Regions from separate parts of the Sus scrofa genome. Here region 1 is linked to region 2. Evidence: chromatin contacts called from public HiChIP or PLAC-seq data. All regions are on one chromosome and are shown on one strand. Each heading gives the region's core, a stretch centred on a gene start, on an enhancer-like site or on the middle of the called end of the contact. The rest is flanking DNA. Distances are from core to core; before and after follow the strand shown.

Evidence for each region. HiChIP or PLAC-seq counts read pairs in DNA pulled down with a chosen protein or histone mark.
Region 1: a contact with region 2 is called in an H3K27ac HiChIP or PLAC-seq map of alveolar macrophages. The contact joins two enhancer-like sites. A contact is called at or near these places in 1 of 47 Hi-C or Micro-C datasets (epiblast stem cells) and 1 of 2 datasets of contacts at active chromatin or transcription factors (alveolar macrophages).

What each region holds. Positions count from the first base shown.
Region 1 is chr7:65,031,785-65,035,952 of Sscrofa11.1, reverse strand. It overlaps BAZ1A (bromodomain adjacent to zinc finger domain 1A), which reads right to left. Exons shown (of 27, transcript NM_001244159.1): 13 at 165-260; 14 at 1-43. Among named protein-coding and RNA genes, the nearest start is that of CFL2, 57 kb to the left of the region's middle. Within about 2 kb of position 2,377, at least 1 of the 83 cell types and tissues checked has an H3K27ac peak or open chromatin away from gene starts, as enhancers often do. A contact at or near this core is called in alveolar macrophages, where this site is marked.
Region 2 is chr7:64,498,924-64,503,040 of Sscrofa11.1, reverse strand. The region is part of intron 1 of LOC110261573 (a long non-coding RNA gene); the gene reads left to right. Among named protein-coding and RNA genes, the nearest start is that of NFKBIA, 7.1 kb to the left of the region's middle. Within about 2 kb of position 2,345, at least 31 of the 83 cell types and tissues checked have an H3K27ac peak or open chromatin away from gene starts, as enhancers often do. A contact at or near this core is called in alveolar macrophages, where this site is marked.

The sequences.
Region 1 (4,168 bases), core at 1,128-3,627, 530 kb before region 2:
GAAAGAGTGCAGCTATCGAGATCCAAGCTTTTCAAACTGCAGCCTATAGTTGTTAAAAATGAAATAGTTATTTAAAATATAAACAACAAATCCTCAGCAATGTAAAATATACCTTTATAAAATTAAAAATAAAAAGCCAATAAAAAAAAAAAACCCACACATACCCTGATGCAACTGCGGCCATGCAGCTGCCAAAGATGCAACTGCAGACAGTGCAGATTTTGTAGGGTCTGCATCTTCATCCAAAGCCTCTGTTAAATCTTTAAGGAAATAAATACTTTATTCTAGTGCAAATCAAAGCTTGAATATTTGGGAATAATGCCCTTTTAAAATGATGAAAGAAACAGCAAACAACTTAACATTCAGGAACCTCAAAAGAGCCAACACTAAGTACAACAAGCAGCATTCATATTCTGTCTAGTCTGCACATCCAACTATAAATCCTAAGACATACGCTACACACTTTTCCCTTACTTAACACGAGAAGACAATTTCCAAGTTACCAACAAGATGCACATACATATTCCCCAAGAGTGGTAAAATGCACATTAGAATGCAAAACGAATCTCCTTGATCAATATAACTTTAGGAAAGTCTACTTTGAAAATCAGAATCTATTTGAAGACGCCCAAATCTTTTATAAATATTTTAAGATTGAATAATAACAAAGTATAAGTTGTAACCATCACAAAAGCAGCACAGAAAAGGAGCTAAAGGAACTAAAACAGTACAGTGCTGTCACTCAACCACAGATTTATCCTCTTCATATAAATTGCTTGTTTTTATTTTGAAAACTCTTCAATCCAAGAAACAGTAAGAGTATCTCCCTATGTTTTCCAAGTAAATTGCTTTAGCTCTGAAAACAGTGCTTAGCCTACAAAGCGGACTAAAGAGCAAATCTAATGGCACAAAAATGTATTTACACTGGCATATATATATATATATATATATATACACACACACACACACAATTATTCCTTATGTAGATAACAAAAAATTTAAATGTCACCTATGAAAAAACTTTAAGCTTATAAAAAGCCCTTCTGTTGTATCACAGTAGAGTGGACACAGTTTCAGACTAAAAGTTGGATATGTACACTTTATTCTTAGCTCTGCCCAGTTCCTAGTTATGTAGCCTTTAGACCAGTCACTTAATTGGCTTCATTTTTCTTAAAGGGGTAAGTCTAGATCAGCAGTTTTCAAATTCTTCAAATATTTCTTGGAAGCACAATATAAAAGATGCCCTTGTTAAAGTCAGGCACAGAGATGACAATCCTGCCCATTCATCTTTCCAACTCTCCTGGAACAGCATGGAGGGACCCCTGAACAGACTGCAGGGCTCCACAGATTAAAGCTGGAAAATCACTGGGCTAACCTGGTTCTGTGTTCTTAACTTTCTACTACGATTTTCTCCCCCAAAGGTCACAAGCTGAAAAAATGAACCTTAGAGAACAGAAATGTTGTCCTTTACTAAAGGAAAAGGCATGAAAAAGTCAGTTCTGGGATTACGATCACTGACAATTTCATGGCATTAAAAGCATAAACAATACATACAGGAGAAGTTGTATACATGCAGAAATTATTCCTACCGGGCCATGAATCTAGTCAAAATGACAGATATATTCTTCCTCATCAAGAAAATACTAGACCTAAAGCTTTTTCAATTTTCATTTTACAGATAAAGCCAAACAAACTTAAAATTAATAGGCCCTCTAAAATTAACAACAGTCCTAGTTACAGGGCTGTATAAGTATACTGTCTCTCTCCCTTTGCACCTATCACCATACTCAATCTATTTTAGCTCTACAAAGTTATAATTTTCTACAATGAAGGCTACAAGGCCTTAGGAAATAGACAACTAACAAAATGACAGTTTACTTTCAGTTGTATTAAACCAACATGTTAAAATATATATTCTTTAGCTCAATTATCTACCAAATCGCACTGTCAAGAAATAAATATCATTTTAGGATTCACTGAGAGATAACCATTGGGTATGTCATCTCAAGAGAATACAGCTGAACTGTATATGTTATGACTTTCTGAAATAGATATATCTATCACCACTATAATCTAGAATTAGGTAAATACAATTTCAACCCTAAACAATAGCATCTTAGTAAAAACACAAACTATTCTATATAAAAAATTCTCTTGTTCATACACTTTGAAGGGCATTTAGAGGTAAGACAAAAGAGAGGAAGTGATATTTTTAATATGAGAGTTAAAAAATTGCTGATTAAAAAAAAAATCTGCTAATTAAGAGTTCCCTGGTGGCGCCACCTAGCATTTAAGGACTTGGCACTGTCAATGCTGTGGCTCAGGCTACTACTGTGGCTTGGTTTCCATCCCTAGCCTCAGAACTTCCTTATACTGCAGGCATGGCACTGGAAAAAAAAAAAAAAAAAAATCCAAATTGGAGTTCCCGTTGTGGTATTGCTGCGAGCTGCGGTGCAGGTCACAGATGTGGCTTGGATCTCTCTCATTGCTGTGGCAGTGGCAGTGACGTAGGCCAGCAGCTGTAGCTCTGATTTGACCCCTAGCCTGGGAACTTTCATATGCTGCAAGTGCAGCCCTAAAAAGCAAAAAAAAAAAAAAAAAAAAAAAAAATCCAAGGTTTGATATAAAAACATGGAGACCAAAGGCCAAAGAAATCAGATGTTCTTGAAGACAGATAATTACTTCTTTGCCATATTATAAGGAAATACAACATAGTCACTATGAGGCTCTAGACTAAAGTGCTTAAATTTGTAACCCATCACTTTCTTATTAGCCGTATGTCTCTGGGCAAGTTAATTAAACTCCCTGGGCACATTAAATTAAAGTTAAATTTAAAACTCTCTGGGCAAGTTAATTTAAGTCTAGGTTTCTTTATATGTAAACGGCAGAAAAATAGTTATAGTTACATCTACCTTACAAGGGTGGTATGATTAAATGAAACAATGCATCTATAGTGTCTTACTAGCTGTATGATCACTTACTATCTATGTGATCTTCAGTAAATAGCCTCAATGAACCTCAATGTTTTCATCACTAAGATAAATTCATGCTTTTCTGCCAAACTTCCCCATTTCTAAAAAATAGCAAGAAACACCTTACATAATAAGACTAGCTAATGAGGAAATAAAAGAACGTTCAATCCCATTCGACTATTCAGTTGCTTTCGGGAAGACTATGGAAAAGTTGTTTGTTGCTGAGATGGGAGAACATAGGAAAAATACCTGGAGGAACAGTATGGGGCCATTAATGAAAGTGAAATAACCATTTAAAATATGGCCAATAATAACAAGGAAATGAGGGAAGGGCAGAAAAATGCCAAACTATTTTTTTCCCTCTCTAACATTTAAATAACTAGTTTCAAAAGGGGTGTTAAAACCTTTTTAATGGCCAATACTTATTCATAGGTAGACTTTTCTTTATAGACAGTCCTGTATAGAAGCAGAGCTATAAAAATCACAGATCAAACAAATCATGAATAGAAAATATAATGGCCATACACACCTCACGGTTAATATATCTTTCTTTTACACCAGCTGATTTTCCAACACAACTTCCTTTTAACCCTACTTTCTGTCACTAGGACTGCTGAAATTCACCTGCTTCGAATCCTGAATTAAAGAAAGCTTTATCTTGTATTAAGGTCAGAATTTGGTCAATAACCCTGTGACAGTATTGGTCATTAAGACGACCTAAAGAATAAAAGAATGAATTTATGCTACAATGTCTATCTTAGATAATCCATCTGTAGTGTTAGTACTTGTCATTTTAGAAAATCTTTACATGTTTTATAGGTGGATTTACTCTTCTGTCTTCTCTTTAGTAGAGTCTCACCTAACTGACTAAATCATTTGAGTTGACAATGAGGACCACATTGTTAAAATGACCTTGATAAGGGACTTATGCCCTTTAAGAATGTTATTAGCATTCAAGCGAGAGAATATCTGAACTCAGGTTGTAATTTAAAAGGCAACCAACACTGGATACTTACTTATATATCATTGTCCTATTGCTTCAGCAATTAGGCATAAAGGAAATTAGCTCAAATTACCTAAGGACAACCATACTATCTGAATGGAGGAATGTCACATTTTTTTTCTACCAATATTCTGCTCTCAAGATATCTCCAAATAGTTATTTCTTATTGTAAATTCTTATGAAATACACTAAA
Region 2 (4,117 bases), core at 1,096-3,595:
GTTGCCATGAGCTGTGGTGTAGGTCGCAGACGCGGCTTGGATCTGGTGTTGCTGTGGCTCTGGCGTAGGCCGGCGGCTATGGCTCCGATTAGACCCCTAGCCTGGGAACCTCCATATGCCGAGGGAAGCAGCCCTAGAAAAGGCAAAAAGACAAAACAAAACAAAACAAACCTCACATGCTTTCAATAAATATCTCTTTCAGGTGTTCCTGCTGAGCAAGTGCCTCAACCACGAGCTCAGCCTGCCTGTTGGGTGACTTGCTGCTCCCAGGGAGGGAGGCAGCCTGCACGTGGCCAGAATTCCTGGCTCTTTCTTTTTGCTGTTTGTTGGCAGTAACCGAATCATAGCTATAGGTGTGAGGGTTCATGGTCTCTTGTGTTCAGGGAGGACTAGTTGGATTTGGAAATGGGTGGAGGCTTAAGAGTACATTGCTTCCCCTGCATGCCAGTATGTTTGTTATTTTAAAAGATTTTTATGTTTATTTATTTATTTTGTCTTGTCTTTTTAGGGCCGCACCCGTGGCATATGGAGGTTCCCAGGATAGAGGTCGAATTGGAGCTACAGCTGCCAGCCTACGCCAGAGCCACAGCAACACCAGATCCGAGCCACATCTGTGACCTACACCACAGCTCTCGGCAACTCCAATCCTTAATCCACTGAGGGAGGCCAGGGATGGAAGCGACATCCTCGTGGATACTAGTCGGGTTTGTTGGGTTTGTTAACCACTGAGCCACAACGGGAACTCCTAAATTTATTTTTTAATTGAAGTATCGTGGGTTAACAATATTGTGTTAGTTTCAGGTGTACAGCAAAGTGGTTCAGTCATGCATTATATATATATATATATATTTTTTTTTTTTCTTTTCCAGATTCTTTTCCCTTCTAGGTTATTACAGAATATTATGCTATACAGTAGGTCCTTGTTGGTTATCTCTCATTTGCTGTTTTTGTCTCGGGTGTAAATTCAGTCTGAGTTCAGTCAGGGTACGAGGAGACTTAACAGCAGGGTGCTTCCACACAAAAGCCTGCGATTTGGCAGGATGTGGGACATACCTAAGAGGAGGTCCCTGCTCTTGGGCATTATAATCAGGTGACGGGCTCATGATCCCTCAGTGTCAGAGGCAAAAGCCATCACCAAAAACTGTATAGCGATGTGGACATTTTTTTTCTCTTCTGTGGTCTGAGGTCTTGGGAATGGTTTAGGACAAAGGTAAACAGAATCATAGCTGCATCGTAGATAATCACAGCAGAATCACAGATTCACTTCAACTTATACCTAGAGTGAAGATTTCAGAACCTTGATCCTCACCCTTCTTTTGTAAGCACCAAGATAATGTCTTTCCCAAACCTCCTTTTAGCCCTTCTGTTCTCTGGAGTAGAGCCCCACATTACTTGGATAAGTGTTAAAAAATGAGACATGTCCTGGAGTCTTATCTTTGAGGTTGTTAATGGAGGGTACTGAAAAAAAATTGACTCTTGAACGTTCTCAGGTTTTTTTTAACTTTTAATTTTTAAATTGAAGTATAGCTGATTTATACTATTGTGTTAGTTTCAGGTGTATAGCAAAGTGATTCAGAAATACGTATATTTTATTTATATATTTGAGATTATTTTCTGTTACAGATACTGCAAAATATTGAATATTGTTCCCTGTATTATACAGCAAATCCTTGTTGCTTATCTCTTTCATATGTAGTAATGTGTATCTATTAATCCCTTACTCTTAGGATGATTTTTAAATGCTGACAGCAAATGAGAGACTGAGTAAGAAAGGTCACAGACAGAAGCCAGGGGCGGGACAAAGGGGGAAATTGGCATGGAACATTTTTCCTTTGTTACCAGGTCTCGGCTGTCAGAGTCAAGTCCCATGACTGTGACAAAGGCCCTCTGGATAAGTCACTCAGCTTGGCTCTGAAATGCTCATTTCCTATATCCCACGGCTGTTTATATAGGCCACAGTTCGGGGATTATTTTACCAAGGACACCGATATTTTCAGAAAATGAAGTCAATTCGTGTGTCATTAAATCCTACATTCATTGACTGAAACGAGAGGCTGGGGGAATGCGGGTGGGCGTGGGTGCAGGTCTTGGTAAGTGATCTATATGGACATGATGATGGAAAGAGGGCAGGGAAGCATGGGTACAAACTGGTCACAAGGGCTCAGATCCACCTCCACCCCAGGTGGCCAGGGCATCAGCATAGGGAGGTCGAGGGAAGGATGAGGATTCACAGGAGAGAGAGGAGGCTACACTACAGGCAGGAGCAGGGAGTAAAAGGAGTTGGATAGGGAGCCACAGTGGAATTTTCCATCAGGAAAGGCAGACTCCAGACACGACGCGCCCAATATGGATGGTACTGTCTGCAGCGACATCTTCAGGCCATCTGTGGAATAACTTCTCCGAGGAATCATGTTCTTAAGGAGTGGATTTCAGGAAAGTTGAGGGAGGAGGTACCCTGAGACTGGATATTAGGTGTGACTGCAGTGCATCATTTATCACAACCCCGGGGGAAAGCTGTGGGTGTTCCCTCTCTTGAAATCCCGATAACTGTTCAGTTCATCCTACTTTGGAAATAACTCTAGCCCATCCTCTTCCATTTCCACTGCCCTCACTTTAGTGCAGGTCCTGTTTCACTATAGTAGCTTCTCAGTGTTTTACACATTTATTGAACACTTAGCAGGGCTGGCACTTGATATGCTTTATCCTATTTAGTCTTCATAATTATTCTCTTGGATGAGTATCATTATCTGTTTTGAAAGGAATTTGAGCCTCAGAAATTTTAAGTCACTCACTCAGAAGCCCAACGCCAACATTCACGCCCATTGCCCTGTGTTGCCTCTCCCCTTGTTCTCTCCTTACTCTGATAGCAAGACTTGATTGTTCCTATTTAAAAGTTTTCAGGAGTTCTCCTGTGGTGCAGTAGGTTAAGGATCCAGTGTTGTCATTGCAGTGGTTTGGGTTGCTGCTGTGGCGAGGGTTTGCTCCCTGGCCTGGGAACTTCTCCATGCCACAGGTGCAGCCAAAAGAATTTTTTCCCCAAAGATATTGGCACAAATTATATGTTGTATTTTCTATAGTATTAAAAATATACGAAGTTGCTATTGTGGCTCAACAGTAATAAACCCAACTAGTCTCTATGAGGACGCAGGTTCATTCCTTGGCTTTGCTCAGTGGGTTAAGGATCCGGCATTGCCATGAGTTGTGGTTGCAGACACAGCTTAGATCTGGCATGGCTGTGGCTGTGGTGTAGCCGATAAATATATGCCATATGGTTTAAAAAACGTGTTTTAAAAATTCAAGTGGTATCAAAGGGTTACAATTACACAATTAAATCTTCTTTCACTAATACACACTTTTGTCTGTTATTTCCTGTAACAGAACTCTAGTGACCCACCGTGACCTGCAGGACAGATTCTGAATTCCTCAGATAGCATTTATAGTCCCCGAGAGTCAGAATCCACCCAGTCTGGCCCCCCTCGTCCCCATTTCTCCCCAGCTCCATCACTGCTTCAGCAGCCCTGGCCTTTGCTGGGCCATGTCCTCTGCTCTCTTTCTCTGCCTGGGTACTGACTTCTTTCCACTTCCTTGCCAGGACCTGTCCTTTCCTCTCTCCCTGTCCCTGAAATACTCTGCCTTCTTTTGAATCTTTCTAATTCATATGGCCTGGCTTGCACATTGGGCCTGAGGTCACAGGTTGCCTTAGATTGCTTAGTGATGGCCCAGTGTCCCCTTTTGACTCTAGTTAGACACAAGGATGGGGGCAGGAATGGACACTGCTCGGGGGAGAGGACAAAAATCTATTTCTTCCGAGTCTCTCTGCTCCAGTTCGGTGTTTGAGGTGGAGTATCCTCTTTGCTTCAGACCTAATGTAATTGTTCTTTGACTCTTCTTCTCTGATAATACCTCACTCTTCATCCAATCAACTCTTCTCTATCTAGACATTAGCTCAGAGCTCATCTCATTTTCCAAAGGAAGAAGGCACTGAGGAGGAAAGGCTATTAGGAGGACAGGAGGTCAAAGCAGGGCCACCATAGAACTCAACCCATCCAGGGATGGAAGCATTAATAAGAGGAGTCAAGCGATTATAAATAGACCTAGATCGTGCCCCCTTCTCTTT